2 separate regions of the Anas platyrhynchos genome follow, and region 2 is linked to region 1. A link is a contact called in public Hi-C data. All regions are on one chromosome and are shown on one strand. The core of a region is the stretch at or near the end of the contact, and the rest is flanking DNA. Distances in the headings are between cores, read along the strand shown. Region 1 overlaps SHROOM3 (shroom family member 3). Region 2 overlaps SHROOM3 (shroom family member 3).

The links. A called contact is a pair of places that touch in the nucleus more often than the background predicts.
Region 2: a contact with region 1 is called in a Hi-C map of skeletal muscle, with 2.6 times the contacts expected there. The contact joins two enhancer-like sites. A contact is called at or near these places in 6 of 8 Hi-C or Micro-C datasets (F1 follicle, F5 follicle, liver and 2 more).

What each region holds. Positions count from the first base shown.
Region 1 is chr4:18,792,668-18,796,307 of IASCAAS_PekinDuck_T2T, reverse strand. All of the region lies in intron 3 of SHROOM3 (shroom family member 3), which reads right to left. Among named protein-coding and RNA genes, the nearest start is that of SHROOM3, 31 kb to the right of the region's middle. Within about 2 kb of position 2,012, at least 3 of the 8 cell types and tissues checked have an H3K27ac peak or open chromatin away from gene starts, as enhancers often do.
Region 2 is chr4:18,882,361-18,886,163 of IASCAAS_PekinDuck_T2T, reverse strand. It overlaps SHROOM3 (shroom family member 3), which reads right to left. Exons shown (of 13, transcript XM_038178963.2): 6 at 833-964. Among named protein-coding and RNA genes, the nearest start is that of SEPTIN11, 45 kb to the left of the region's middle. Within about 2 kb of position 1,828, at least 1 of the 8 cell types and tissues checked has an H3K27ac peak or open chromatin away from gene starts, as enhancers often do.

The sequences.
Region 1 (3,640 bases), core at 763-3,262:
TACGAAAGGAGACAGAAGGGTACTGACTGCCTCAGCCTCTGTCTCATACCTCCTTATCCTACCCACTCCTTCAGCCATGACCTCCGCACCCTCTCTGCAGCTCTCTACCATTTTTGCTGTTAGGAAATGGTTGAGAGCATGTTCTTTGTCATGTTGTCCTCAGGACACCTCAGGCTGCTCAATTCTGCGTAACAGTCAGGTTAGTAAGCACTGAAATCATTTTGCTTGGGCTCCATGTCAATTCTTCAACCCGTGGCCAAGAGGCCAAAGGAACCACCAAATGCCCTGCCCATGTGTCAATCTAAATGTCTTCAACCTGCACATGTAGGGTCTCTTGCCAGCTTATGGCAAAGAAAACTTTTGAAAACAAGATAAGAGCAGGCTTAGCTGGTGATTACCAAGGCTGCATTTAAACACAGCAATCTGGGAACCTTCTTGCTGATTTTATACTGCAGAAGTGGACCTTAATGATCCAAAAGCTGATGGGGTATGCAAGGAATACCTTCTTTTAGGAGAGGTGATTTCTGGCTGAGTTTTGGAGCTTACCTATTTATCGAGCCAAACACTTTTTGGCAAAACTATTTTTAGTTGCAGTAGACATCAATGAATTTAGGTGGAGTTCAGGTTGAGGCAGGTTGAAGTTTCCAGTGCCAGTGATGCTGTCAGGTGGCACGAGGTAACAAGGTAAACATACCTGTATAAACCCCAGGCACATTGCCCACTGTCTTCTTCCTGCATGCTGGAGAGCTCTCACTTTTATGTTTCTCTTCTGAAACTTTTCTGTGAGACAAACCTCAACACATGCTCCAAATGGCTGCTAACTTTGTGGAAGCGTGTATTTACACTTTGCCCTGCACCTGAAAATGCGAAGGTTAGACCCAGCAGTTTGACACGTAAATGCCTTTCCAGAGTAAGGGTTTCAAATCCTTGTTCTGCCATGTGTGCCACTGAAAAGTCCACTGCAACTAATTCAGAAACACAAACTGAAAATGTGCATCCTCTTCCTGCCTTTTCTGCCGCTTGGTATGATTTCCTGGTTTCTCACAGTTCTCTCAATTTTTTTTTGCTTCTTTTCTGTTTCCAAAAATGTCCTTGAAAATAAACTGACTGGACAAACAAGTACAAGATTCCCATTAACAAGGGCAATGTGGAATGACCTGTTTAGACATCAGCAGTGGAAGACGTTTGATCCCAGGAAAGAATTGGATTACGAAGGCATGTCCTCCATGAGTACTTTCAGGCTTACTCAAGTTTTACACCTAAATTAGAACAGTACACAAAAGTGACTTAGCTCCTGTGCCACAAGAATGCCACTTTGACTTGCTGGACTCTTCTCACACGTACGTCCTGTCCCGGAGGTATCAGCACTAAAAACATGAGGTGACTCCAAATGCAGACGAGCTTAGTTGGTCTGGGCACAGGGAACACTTTATCTCAGTATTGCAAAACCTTTTCCATTTCAGTCTTAAGCACTGAAGAACTGTATTCCTGCTTCATGCGCAATGGGAACAGCACCCCAACACCACCTGAACGGAGAGCAGGGGCTTGCTGCCTGTGTAGTTTATGCAATGCACTGGAAACTTTACTCTTGCATTTTGGGGATGGGAAAGAGAACAAAGGGTGAGGGGAGCAGAAGTAACTAGAATGGAAGGGAACGTGCCTGCTAAAGCCAGTCGTTACGCATTGGCTAAATCGCCTTTCTTTAACTGCCATAGCTCCAGGGGCTAAGGCAGCAGGCACATGTTTTTATAAGCTGAATCATACATTAATGAAAATCCCAGGACATTCCTACAAGAGCAGAGGCATTAGTGGTAGCCGGGATGCTGGCCAAATTCCAGTGAAGGTAACTACATTCTGTTTCCCTCTGGTCTCCCTGCCATTTCAATGAATGTGGTCAATTGTTTCAGGTCCAAGGCACTCCGCAGCGTCCCCAAGATCAGCTGCCATACCCACAGCATCCTGTACAGCTCGCAGGGATATCATTCTCGCTTAAGCAATCTTTGAGGGACTTAAAAATAGATCCTGTGAATGATGAAAACGTCCCTTCTGAGAAACAAGCTTGCAACAACAGCTGAGTCAAATGAGCTGCAGAAAATGTTAAGATTGCGTAAAAGTTCTGAGAGGACAAAACAAAAAGTACACTTGGAACCTCAAGGCAGAAACACTGTGGCAGGCACTGTTTGGGCTGTTTGATATTAGGTTAACTAATACCCTTATGGGGACTCGCCCAAGCATTGCTGAACTCAGTATATGCCTTTTCCATTTAACGGTCTTTGGATGAAGCCTATACTGAAGTATTTTTCAGAGAAAAGCTCCTCCCGTTGTAAGAAAGCAATATCCATGCAGCACTGCCCTGAAAGGCCTTGGAATAGGTATTTCACTGTGCTATGACTAAAGAAGGCCAGTACCAGCCCCTTCTCAAGGCTTCCAGATTCAATGCAAGCCCGTGTTTTGAGCCCTGAAGCTTGCAGGCCCCTCTCTGTAGCAGCTTGATCCGCTGCCTGTGCTAGACCTGGCTTAATCCAAGAAGCAGTGAGCGGTGATTCATGAGACAAACTGCACTGTCGTCAGTTGTGCCGCTGACCCTAACATTACAGACCTCTCGAATCTAACCAGTGGCCTAAATTTTGGGCAGGATTTTCCCCAGCTTTCTTCACGCCAAGCACCACTACAGCCCTTCAGCGGTTCTTCCACCAGCACTACGTGGACAGCAAAGGGACTGCACAGAATGACAGCAGCAAGGCCCACGACGTGGCTCTGGACCCACATCCACCAGGCTGACATTTTAAGGATATTCTTTCTTGTAGAGGAGCGTCCTTAACCTATAAGTTAAAAACAGGTCATGTCTAGACTGTATTGAATATGTGAAAAGCTTGGATGAGCTTAAAGAATTCAGATCACATTCAAAGGGCCTGGCAGGAGAAGAGTAAAACCAGAGGGAAATGAGACAACAAATCTTAGAGCTGCACGTCTGACTTTGCAGCTGTCCCAGCAGAAACTTTTGTGAACACTCATATTGAGCTGCTGTTTTCTTTCACACTTGCCAGCACAGTAATTAAAAACATACAAAGCTGGCCCTTTGAAGAGCTGCACAGAGCAACAGTTGCAGCAGAAGTCCCAGCATCTGTTCCTCAAGCGGAATTAGCACCGGAGGCAGATTACCTTCTTTTTGTTGAATCTCTCTTTTGCTGGTTGGACAGCCCTCCAGATCTGAACAGCGGCTTAGCAGCTTGATTCTGTCCTGCATTATTGCCCTCACTGGATTTTCCTTCTAATGTATGAAAACAGCGCAGTGGTGGTGGCCTCTCGACCAGTTTTGTTGGCACAGAAGTGCACTCTGGCGATCCCTCCCAAAGGCGCAGCTGCAATGCTGTGTTTGTGTTCAAGTGCCTTCCTCCCCTAAAGAAGGCACACAAAAAGACGAAGTGCTGTGCTTTCTATTTCGCAGGTGAAAGTATGGGCAGACTGAGGGATTTGCTGACTGCATAAAACAGCTTGCACCTGACCCCAAAATCAAACCAAGGCATCCCTCCGTGCTGGCCTGTTTAACTCCCCGGCTGTCCTTCTGCACATCTGTGCCTCAGAAACACACACACAAAGCCCAGTCGTGGTGACTCTGAAGCTAGATTTAATCAAGCTG
Region 2 (3,803 bases), core at 579-3,078, 90 kb before region 1:
GCTGACAAACCACCACACTGACTGCCTAGTTATGGTAAATCTGACCCCTGCAGAAGGGGATTGCCAAAAGCAGGAAATCCCTGGCTGAACTTCTCACCCTGGGAGTACTGACAGTGATGCAATTCTGCTGGAGAGCAGCTCGGCGATGATGATGGGTGCAGCAGCCCTGCTGCCAAACCTTTATCTTCCTTAATAGGTTCGGTTTCATGTTGGATTTCTTTTCCCCTGCTGGGGAAATAAATTTGCTGTGTTTCTGCACGGGGACACTTTGCAGGACGCTGAGCAGGACTCCAGCTCCTGTATCAGTACCCAGAGCCTCAGTGTGCTGGCAGTGGGCTCCCATCTTGGCAGGAAGGGGAATTTTGAAAGCAATTCATTGCATAGGTGTTAATCACCTCACAGAGCACTTAACTGAGGAATACACATCTGCTTTATCAGGGTAACCAAAGAGGAAGAGAAACCCTCCTACCTCCAATCCTAACCCTGGCCGTTTGTAAACCCACCAGCTGTATGGAGGCAGACGGTAACATTTTGCCATCAAATCTTTTGTCCCCTTCCTTCACTCCTGAGCCTGAGATGTAGACTGTGACCTTGCAGTCAGCAACACCAAGACGGATACTTGGGTACGAGGCAGAGCCTCCCCGAAGGCAGTGTGACACTGGAAATAAAGACATAGGATTTGTGGGATGGCTTAGAAGCACGCTAGCTTGGGAGCCTGATTCTACACCCACATAAGGTATGTAAAAAGAGGAAAAATAAGAAATAAAAAAAAGCTGGTGGCTCTACGCCTCTGGCTACGTGCAGCACAGGACCGCAGCTGTGTAGTGCTTACCTGGAGTGGTAGGACTGAGGCCAGGGGATGCCAAGCGTGCCCTGAGATATTTGCATCATGCTGGGATCGGGTTGGTTCTCCGCAAGTTTGGTTGAATGCCAGGAGTGAGGTCGGCCTGGAGTTTCACTCCGCCTAGGTAAAAGCAGAAGGATTTCGCATGTAAACAGCAGGCCAGCTCCTTCAAGGAAGAGGAATGTGAAGAAACACCGAGAGGCATTTAAAATTACTAATGCTCACTTCTGTTCACTGCTACATTTTTGTCTTTCCCGAGCGAATCATGAGCCATTCCCAGCACTCACACCACACGTCCCCCCTCGTGTTTGCAAACCAAAGAGCACGGGCAGACGAGCATCCCCACGGAGCAGTTCAGGCTGGGCTGCCTGTGGGACTCCCACACCATGCACCGAGCAGGCTGGCAGCATGGGATTCCTACAGATGCAGAAGGAGAGCTTTTCTCAAAAGGTTCCCTTCATTTTAAAGTGACTGCTGGTGCAGTCATTGAAAGGATCACATGCCACCAGGGGGTGGAAGCCCAGACAATGCTGTTTTGATCTCTCGTGGGTGCTTATAGAAATGCAGGATGAGATGTGACAGCCAGGTGCCGTGCAGCCAGGCAGCTGTCCTGCTGCTGCGTCCTGCACAGCACAGCCAGCCGGGGGCTCTTCCAGTCACCGACACTAAGAAGGCTTCCAGCAGCTCTCAGGAGAAAAAAAAAAAACACAACCAACAACCTCATTTCAAGTACATAATGGTGCAGTGGAAAGTCGAAGCAGGGGTTTAACAATCAAGTACCCTGAATGTGCCGCGCAGACTCTCCTCTGCCCCAGCCTTTGTGCTCGGCTTTAATCCTCCCTGTTTTCCATGGGGATCGCTCCCCTGCTCTAGCACGCATCCCTGCAGTTTCCAACTCTTCCTGCAAGAACGAGGAGCAGTACTGGACCTGTGTAACACCAAAATCCCAAATGTGACAGCCTGAAGGTCAACCTCGCCTACTCCTATAATGCATGAAGCCAAGAGGCGCTGACACATCTTCCAAGTCCTTGTCTCACCGAAATTTTCATGGTGCAGCATGTCCTGAATAATGTAAACAGACTAAAATGCCCTCTGCAGATATAAAACACAGGCCAAGAGAGGACTCTCCTAGCACTGCCTGAGACTGGGAAAAGAAAGGGTACGGGAAAATGTCCAAGGCAAAAACTGCTTGTTAGGGTCAGACTGCGTAGCGGCACAAACTGACATTTGCACTGACTGATGTTCTGCTCCACAGAATTGCGTTGGCAGACACTGAGAAGCAGAACCACTTCACCAGGAGGTTTTCCATGCAGATTTCAGAAGGACAAAGCACTCCCTCATCATCAGATAGAAGAACAAAAGAGGGACACCTTTTTCCTTTCACCATTTGTTGTGACAGATTGTGTTAAGGAGAGCTGAAGTGGAGGTTTATAGGGGGTGAGCTGAACCAAGCACCCTTTTACCATTTCATGTGTAGGTGTGTTTAAAACAGAGCTCTCTCGTTACGCTCCTTGCCCCAAGAAACAAGGAAACTTGCTGGCAGGATGGAAAGCTGGCAAAACTGTTTATTACAAAAACCCCATGCTTTTGCCTTCTCCGTTGCAGAGATTTAAAGACTCTCTTTGTACTTGGAAGGAGTATGAGCCCCCAGCATTAATCTTTTACTTGTGAAAGCACAAGGGATGATCACAAGCAAAGCACATTAGCCCTTGATTTGATCGGTAAAAAGCTTCAAGGAGTAGCAGAGCCAATCCTCTGAGCCACAGATATTTTAAACCCTTTTGGCCAGTATCCTTGTAACAATACAACACACGGAGGGCGAAGCTGTGAACTGAAGTCAGAAGACATGCCGTACCAGCTCAGCGCAGGATAACCTTGCATTGTTTCCACACCTACCTGATCCTGGAAACGTGGATTAAGGGTAACCGAATCTTAGCCGAGCTTAAGCCAAGAGAGGAAGCGCCGCAGTACACATGATCTCCGGCTCATGTTGCAGACTCATGCAGGTGATCTCTGAGGAGGAGGCAGGATGGAGGTACGCGTGCACCGAATGGCAGAGACCGAGGGCTTGATCCAGTCCCCCCTGAATCAGTCAGGAGACTGTCCCTGACACGGAGCTGAGGGCTGGAGAATGGCACAGCCTTGTCTGCGTGTGGGTGTCTGGTGAATGCCAGAAATTCCTACCTTCAGCCTCCTGTGACACCTGAAAATAGCACCTTGCTTCACTCTGCTTCCTTAAGCTTAGTTTATAATTAGTGTTATTATTGCCCAATAAGGGAAAAGGGCTAGAACTGGAGCGTAACACAGCAGTGAGCAACGCAGTGTCTCCAGAACAGCTATCTTCCATTAGGGATCTGGGGGGAGCTGAACGTGGTTCATCTGCCAAGCTTGCAACAGCTTCTGGTTACGCTGGTGCTACTGCAGAGCACAACTGTCAGGAAGCAATTAAAAGCAGCGCACGATTAAACTCCTCTTGGCAAGTGGGGCAGAACTGCTCTTGTAAAACCCACAGTGTCAGATCCTGATTCATCCCAGACAAACTGGCTGAGTGATAAAACTTGCAAATGCAGCAGCTAATTCCTGACTTGAGTGAAGACATAAATAATTAGACCTTTAATTGGTACAAATTTGGTATAGCTCAGTTGCCTTCAACAAAACCAGGAGCAAGAGCTGACACTGTTCTAAGATCTGTAAGATTTCAAAATGCGGAACTTTATTAATAATAATAAACCACCCCATCCCTTATCCTTTATACCTGTTCCTCAAGGGCTACACCTGCACTATACTTGCAAAAGAGTTTGGACAAACATATTAGTAAAAAATTCACTTCAAAAAATGCGGAAAGTGATCCCTCAGTTGTAAACACCCAGGCTGGAAAAGAGACCCCTGGTTCCTCATGGACACCTCCAGTGATGAGGTAACTTGGGCATCCAGGTCAGGCTGGCACCCCAACAGATGC